2 separate regions of the Hordeum vulgare genome follow, and region 1 is linked to region 2. The links are chromatin contacts, called in public HiChIP or PLAC-seq maps. All regions are on one chromosome and are shown on one strand. The core of a region is the stretch at or near the end of the contact, and the rest is flanking DNA. Distances in the headings are between cores, read along the strand shown.

Region 1 (4,073 bases), core at 599-3,098, 280 kb after region 2:
TTGACATATAAAACCTTTGTTCAGTGAGAATCTGACTCTAAATCACACCTTACATTGTGTGCAAGTGATATTCACAATTCAAGTACAATAACATACGGAAACAAGTAAAGAAAAATGCCTAATAGAACATACAGAAGTCAATGTTGTACAAGTAACAAAGCGAACAAAGTAGAACATATTTACCACTAGACTAAGAGTTAGCTTAACTTGAGTAACCACTGCACTACTCAGCATCTTCTCCAAACACACTAATATGCAAGAAAGAATTGACTTGCAAGAACTGTCTCATATTCTTAAACTCCTTGAATCAAAATATAAAACAACCCGGATGCATACTACAGCCAACTCAGGCCTAGAAGGGACTAATCTCATCTCACAGGCAGACCCCTCAACATAAAGTAGAAAAGCCAGAAGGGAACTGATTCAGGTGCGCTCAGAATGACCAGAATGACAGTTCAAAAAAGCGCTAGGCGTTAATTGTGCGTTTTGCCACCGCCTTGTGCTTTTTTGACCAAAGTGTATGCTTATGCGCAATTATGTGCCGATTAAGCATAGTTATGCGCTAGGCGTTTTGTTATCACCTAGAGCCTAGGCGCACTTAAGCGCTCGCTTAGTCGCACCTTTTTTAACCATAATACATACTACAGAAAACCGCATGGCAACCCAAGTGAACAAGCAAACTAAGGAACTCAACTTAATAAAAGTATATAAATGACTAAATTTACAAGGGATCACGGTTTCCACACGAGATATTAACAGACGCTGCAAGCCTACCATGTTCTCTTAAAATTCCAGCATACCCTAGAACTGAATAACTCAATCAAATCTACAAAATCTACCAGTCCTAGAGCCATACTCACTAAATTGCTCTCGAACAGACGAACTCGCAAACAACTCTGTCAATGACATGACACCCGAACAACCCATCATAATAACCCAACAACGCGTGCAAACTCTCAATTTATTTCATATGCAAGCACCCACGTGGGTGACAGGTAGAGTATAATTCCCTGCTACTAGGCGCAAGTTGCAAATTCAATAGAATGAATCACTAGCCAAAACTATATTATCTACAGGACAATTCAGCCATATGAAACAACAAAGTTAGTTGAAATTTGAGCACAAACTGAGGTTAGCAGCCCAAAGGCAGAATCGAAGCACTCACATCGACCTTGCCCTTCTTGGCGACGTTGGACCAGTCCTTGGCCGTGACGCCGCTCTTCCAGTCGAACTCGAAGGTGACGGTGACGGGTGGCTTGTGGTCAGGCGCCCAGAAGCAGGCCAGGTAGTCCCCGGCCTCAACAGCCGTGAAGGCGAAGTGCCCCGACTGCACGTTCTCGGAGTAGTGCATGCTGTTCCCGTACGGCGACGTCACCTGCGTCAGCCCAACCGCACAAATCAGCGAAATCACCGGATCGCCGTGGTTTCCCCCAAACCCAATCGCGGGCCGCTCGACGACGATCGATTAATTACTTACCCTGAGGGAGACGCGGTGCGAATCGGGGAGCTGGGCGTCGGGGTAGCTGGGGTCGGGGCCGACGACGCTGTACTTGCCGACGGCCATGGAGTCGACCTTGATCTCGTCGGAGATGCACTTGGTGTGGCCGGACTCGAGGTCGAACCGGAGGGCGCGCGCCGACGGCGAGGACGCGAAGAGGACGGCAGCCAGGAGGAGGAGCGCGGAGGGGGGCAGGCATCTGGGGGCAGGGGATCCGGGGCGCCGCGCGGCCATGGCCGGAGATCGGAGCGGGAATCGAAGAGCGAGGCAAGGTCCGCGGACGAAGTCACGGGCGTTTGGCTGACTGGGATGGGATGGGGGAGGAGGGGAGAGGCTTGTTGAGGTTTGTGACGTCCAAGTGACTAAAAGTTGGGATTTTTGTATTTATGCCCTTAGTTGTGTCCCCTCGACAGATTTGCCCTTAATTTTTGAAAACACGCGGTCTTGCCCAGCTCACCTCCTTCTTCTTGCGGTTTTGCCCTTCCGACACGGCTCCGTCGAGTCAGCGCCGTTTGACCGCAAACGACGCGTTACTTTGGTCATTTTTACCCCTGTCGGTGCTATACCTAATACCCCTTCGTCCTCAATGTTCTAGCGCAAGGAAACAGAGCAGAGCGGAACGAGGAAGCCGGCGAGGAAAAAGGAGTGGGAGGCAACGCGTGGGGCGGTAGAGCAAGGAGCGGCGGTGCATGGCGAGCTCGGGCTCTTCCATCTTCTCGCCGGTGGTCGCAGAGGTAAGTAAAACTCCAGCAATGCTTCTTCCTCCCCCCAATGCGTTATAGGGTTTGTGATAATTGGGGAATTTCTGATTCAGGTTGATGGGGTCGGGATTGTGGAGCATGTCTCTGAGTTCTATCTTCGAGATGAAAGTTATTGCGGATTGGAGCATTCATCAAAGCATCGCTGCCCTGGTCATGACTGTGTTCCTGCCCGGCGTGTTGCATGGGGAGGAGCTAACACAGGCCGTCGTTTTTTAGGGTGTCCTCTAGATGTAAGATCTTGTGAATTATAGCATGTGTTTGGATGGTGTTTATGCTCTAATGTTTTGATAATGTGATGTGCAGTTACCAGATGAGTGTCACTGGGTGGTTTGGGTTGATCCTCCTCCTCCATTGCATGCTGCCCTTGCTTTTGAAGACATGCACGCAGAGCTAGAACAAAGCTGGATCATAAGCCACAAAATGCAGAAGCAAAATATGGAGCTGTCAAAGAAAAATCTTGCTTTGAAGAAGAAACTGAGAGAGAGAGATGAGATGATGTTAGTTCTGGCATTGTTGTTTGTTGGAATGTGTGTTGTTGTGTTTTTAGTGTTGTAGTTTGCAGCAGTTGTTGAAGAGAGTGTGTGAGAGAGAGATGACCTGAATGTTGTTTGTAATGCACTATTGTATGAATTTGAAGATCATTATTCTCTGCTCATGCTTGTTGAAGAAAGTGTGTCTGAGAGAGCAATTATAGCACATATTGTACCAAATAGAGCAACCTGGTACAACACTTTATTCTACCAAATTCCACAAACTGACATTGTACCAAATTCCACAAACTGACATTGTACCAAATACAACACTTCATAGTGCATTGCCAAATATAACATAGTACCAAATACAGCAATTTATCGTACCAACACACAATAACAAGATAATAGCACTAGAACATAAGTTTCTTGCTCCTGGTGTTCTTGGCTGAGTTTGGAGCTTGCATTGCCTTGCTTATAGTGTTCTTTGCTGGGTTTGGAGCTTCAACAGTTGTTGCTGCTCTTTTTGGAGAGGAACCTTTGCTTTCAAGCTCCTGCTCCACACCTATATTCTGCTTGACACACCTGGGAGAAGGTCCTCTTCCTGCTACCCTTTTATAATTTTTCCTAGGGCTAAAACAAGTGGAAGCATATCACAATTTGAAAGATTTTGTAAGATGAAAACATGTAAGAAAGCCAAGATTTAGTACCTGACTGCACAACTAGCTTCTGTAGATGCATCATGTGAGGGCTCCTTTGGTGGTGGCATCTGCTGCTGAACATCAGGTGTTGTCTCATCCTCCTCCTCCTCCTCCTCCTCCTCCTCCTCTTGTATTTCTGCTTGTGCTGGTTCATTGGTTGTAGGATGATCATCTGCATTGTCTGCTCCCCAGTGTTCATCTTCACCAAAGGCTGGATCAACAGATTGTTTGCAACCCTTAGCTTTGTGTCCACATCTACCACACCTTTTGCACTTATACTTTCTAGGACCAAGGCCTTTTCCTTCAGTGCTACTTCTAATCCTTTGTTTTCGTGGTCTGCCTGGAGGTCTAGCTTGAATAGGAGCACACAGTTTGAATCCAGGATCTACAATGTCCCACTGTTGCTTGCCTTATAAAGCTGGTATGTTCTCAGCATAAGTAGCTCTGAACATGTCAACTGAGTAATATTTATGGACATACTGATCTATTCCACTTGCTTCACCTCTTAGAGCAGTGATAAAGAAAAGTGCATGGATGCATGGTTTACCAGAGATCTGCCATTGTCTACAACTGCAAGACCACTTCTCTAAGTCAACAGGATACCTCCATTCTCTTTTCTCACTATCAGTAGCAGTCACCTCTG
Region 2 (4,044 bases), core at 718-3,217:
CATATGACTAATTGCCTATTCAAGGATGCATTCTGAAGTTGATTCCTATTGGTTAGTGCTGACCCCACATGGAAAGGCATGGGGTAACAACTAAAGATGGGTTTATTTTATTACTCCCTCCGATCCATATTAATTGTCGCAGTGTACTAAAGTTGCGACAATTAATATGGATATCACCAAGCTATATTCAAAACTAAATGTGTAGACTTAAAAACTACCTTAGTTGAACATGAATACACCCATGCTTCAAAATAGAATAAGGATAGAACGCCAAAGATGCATTTACAATATTTTCTGAATGTGTTGCACCTAGGTGAGTTTAGGTAAGAAATTCCACAAATATTACTATATACACAGCATGCTAGTATTGGCCTAGGAGGAAGTTTAGCTAACACATATGACGAATTGCCTATTCCTAGATGCATTTTGAAATTGATGCCTCATTAGTGCTGAATCTGCCACATGGAAAGGCACGGGGCAACAACCGAAGATGGGCTTATTTATTACCACCAAGCAATAAAGTAAACTAAATGTCTATATTATTAGACTTAGAAAACTATCCTAGTTGAAGATAAACACACATTTCTTCATCAAAATAAAATGAGGATAGAATGTCAGATATGCATTTACCATAGGTTCAACCAAGATGAGTTTAGGTAAGAAATTGCACAAATAAAAAAAATAGATGCTTGTACTAGCCTGGGAGGAGGTTCTGTGAAAACCTTACCTGCAGTCACGACGAAGGTTCCTGACCAAAAGACTGGTTGGGAGATCTCTACCCCGGCCATCATAACGATCACGGGGACTAGGGCTACGAGCCCTTCCCCTGTAGCCTCTTGGTGGCGGCGATGGACTGTAGCTGTAGCCTCTTCTCATGGTCTAGAATAAAACCATAAAGCATTATTACTAAAACAATTCCATGCACCACAAAATGACCATACTAGCCTACTTGTCCATACTTCATAAATCAACAACGTATGCACAATGAAGATTAAGCAAGTGATAATCTAACCATCAAGTACCAACTTCGAGGGACAATCTATGTTCAAACAGGGAGAAGATTGTGATGATACCTTCTCAAAACAGAATTATTTTGTCCAGTGTACAATATATCATCACTTCAGCATCACATTTTTTCTCATTAAAAATTCGATCATAATATATTGTTACATTTATGCAAACATTAGTTACTAAAGATGACACTAACACACAAGCTTGTACGTTTACATAATTCCCTTCCTAAGAATAACTCGTACTCCCTCCGTCCCAAAATAAATGACACTGATTTACTAAAGTTGCACTTAATCAGCGACATTTATCCAGAAAACGATTAGCCAGCACAACCCATATCATCTAAAACTATCAGGTCCGCAGGGTCAAATGTCGAACAGAAATTTGTAAGTATCTCTTAAAAGCAGAGATCAAGAAGACTTTCTCTAATCAACACAAGGGAATGACGAACGGGTGACAATGAAATAGCGGCTACCTCCACGGTTATTATAAGCATGAACGAACATGAACACTGGCACCGAAAAAAATCAGAGCAACAACTAAACGATATCACGCTGCCGCACCAAGAATTTGCTTCAGACCTACCCAGATAGCCTAACGACCCAACAGATCTGATACGCGATTACAACCGCCACCGATCATCAGCTTACATCTTGCACTAGGATCGTATCATGAGCGGAATCGTCAACCAGGACCGGCGATAATTTTGGAATATAAACTGCGTAAATTTCCTTTCCTAGGGTATCATAAGAAATCCGGAATCAGAAACACATCGCAGTGATTAGGGGAAACTAGCAGACGGATGATCACAGGCAACCAATCTATACCGAGCAAATCGAGCGAAGCTTTACCGCGGACAGGATGGATCGATCGGAGGGGCGGCGCCCGAGGGGAGGAGCAGGGAGAGGAGGAGATCAAGGTTCGAGCGTAGTCCGGAAGCTTCCCGACGCGACGGGGAGTGGGGCTGCCTTTATCGAGTGAGCCGATGTCGCGCAGGCGTTGGATCGGGACACCCGTCCTGGCCTGTGCGGTTGGACGGTGGTGGATGCAGTGGGCCGGGACCGTTTTGGATCATAGGTGGATGGGCTTCTCCCTCTCCATTTGTTGTTATTTCAGTTTGTGGCCGTTTACGTTTTGAACTTTCATAATTTTTAAGTATTTTTCTTCGAGAAACTGTTGAAAATTAAGGCCAAACAAAACAAAATAAAACGATGAAATCAAAAAAACAGATATTGAAAACGTAGAGAATTCAAGAGTGTAAAAAAATACATATAATGTTGAGTCTCGTATGACTTGTAAATTTTCTCCTTGACAACGGAAAAAATCAGTGTTCGAAGGGATATAAAGTTGGTGCTTTCCTCCACAAACATTTTATTGACAAAAGTATACATTAACCTTAATTAAAAAATCAGAACCGTTGGATGCCCCTTTTTTTAATGAAAGGGTATACATTAACCTTATAATTTTTTACATTGACACGTAGTTGGATTCTTGTCAATGAAATTTGCAAGCACATAAAAATATGTATGCATTGAAATATCTAGATCTAGATTGTTTTATCATTTTTTTTGACTTGAAAGCACTCCCTCCATTTCAAAGTTCTAGCTTTACTCTAAGTCATATTGAAATATTTTCATATAGGAGAAAGAAATTTAACGTCATATGTTTGACCAAGTCCATAAAAAAGTCGTAATAACTGCAACATCGAAGCATTGTAATGAATATAGCAGAAAGAAATTTGAAATTAATAAGGATCCTATCCGTCCAAAACACCTATGGTCGTCCAATCACTTGATATGAATAAGGATCCCTTTAGACCTAGGGATGATAACGAGGAGGTATTGCGACCTAGTTCCCATATCTGAGTGCCATAGGAGCACTAATATATCTTGCAAATTGTACTAGATCAGATATTGCATTTGCGATAAATTTACTGGTTCAACATAGTGCAGGTCCACTATGTTTCGAGTGCCATAGGGCAGGTGTAAATAATATCTTCGGATATTTACAAGGTACTAAAGATCTTGGTTTATTCTATCGAAAAAATCAAGACATGAGCCTCATTGGTTATACTGACGCTGGATATCTTTGTGATCCCCATAATGCGAGGTCACAAAGAGGGTTTGTATTTTTATATGGTGAAACTGCTATTTCATGGAAGTCAACAAAACAGACTTTGGTAGCAACCTCCACTAATCATTTTGAAATAATTGCATTATTTGAAGCCTCACGAGAATATGTATGGCTTCGTAGAATGATAAACCATATTCAGACGTCATGTGGAATCGGTTAATTAGAATCACCTACGTTGCATGTGTTGCCCAAATGCATATGGGATATATTAAAAGTAATATCACATGACTTATCTCCCCAAAACTATTTTTTTCCTCATCAATTACAGAAAGATGAAAAAATTAACATTTTGCAAATAAAATCTCATGAAAATATTGTAGATTTGTTCACTAAGTCTTTACCACGAGCAACATTTCAAAAGTATGTTCATGGCATTGGTATGAGATGACTACAAAATTTGCAAAATTCAGGGGGAGAATTTTCCTAGAAATAAACTTATGAGCTTCCCAACAGATTTCTCATGTAGTTTTGAATGAGATAATTAATTATCCTAACAATATATATTAAATTCTAATTGTTTTCCTTATATTTTTCACACAAAAAATCAAAAAACATAGACAGTATAAGATCAAGGACTCTTGAAGTTAGAAGATCAAGACAATTAACAAAATGCAAGATTTTTCAGCACTCAAGACAACAAAGATTACTAACAGCGTTGTCTAAGGGGGAGTGTTAGAAATAAAATATCTTTATATTTAGCCTAATTAGGCAATTAGCATATTCCTTAGAATATTCTATCTAGCAGTTAGAATATTGGTTGTGCCCATACGCTGTGTCTCTCAAACCGTTGCCGTACCTTTTCTAAACATCGCGATTATTGTAACCGACATGTATTCATGACCGTTCAAGACATATAAATATCAGCAGTCACTACCAATGAAATCACTCCATTTACTTCAA

Evidence for each region. HiChIP or PLAC-seq counts read pairs in DNA pulled down with a chosen protein or histone mark.
Region 1: an H3K4me3 HiChIP or PLAC-seq map of embryo shows a contact between it and region 2, with 5 times the contacts expected there. The contact joins the promoter of LOC123425175 here to the promoter of LOC123425165 in region 2. A contact is called at or near these places in 2 of 6 Hi-C or Micro-C datasets (leaf and seedling) and 1 of 1 datasets of contacts at active chromatin or transcription factors (embryo).

Annotation. Positions count from the first base shown.
Region 1 is chr2H:80,234,532-80,238,604 of MorexV3_pseudomolecules_assembly, forward strand. LOC123425175 (transmembrane emp24 domain-containing protein p24delta9-like) reads right to left here and starts at 1,849. Exons shown (of 4, transcript XM_045108854.1): 1 at 1,478-1,849; 2 at 1,166-1,375. The coding sequence starts at 1,732.
Region 2 is chr2H:79,957,585-79,961,628 of MorexV3_pseudomolecules_assembly, forward strand. LOC123425165 (serine/arginine-rich SC35-like splicing factor SCL33) reads right to left here and starts at 1,968. Exons shown (of 6, transcript XM_045108846.1): 1 at 1,863-1,968; 2 at 728-879. The coding sequence starts at 876.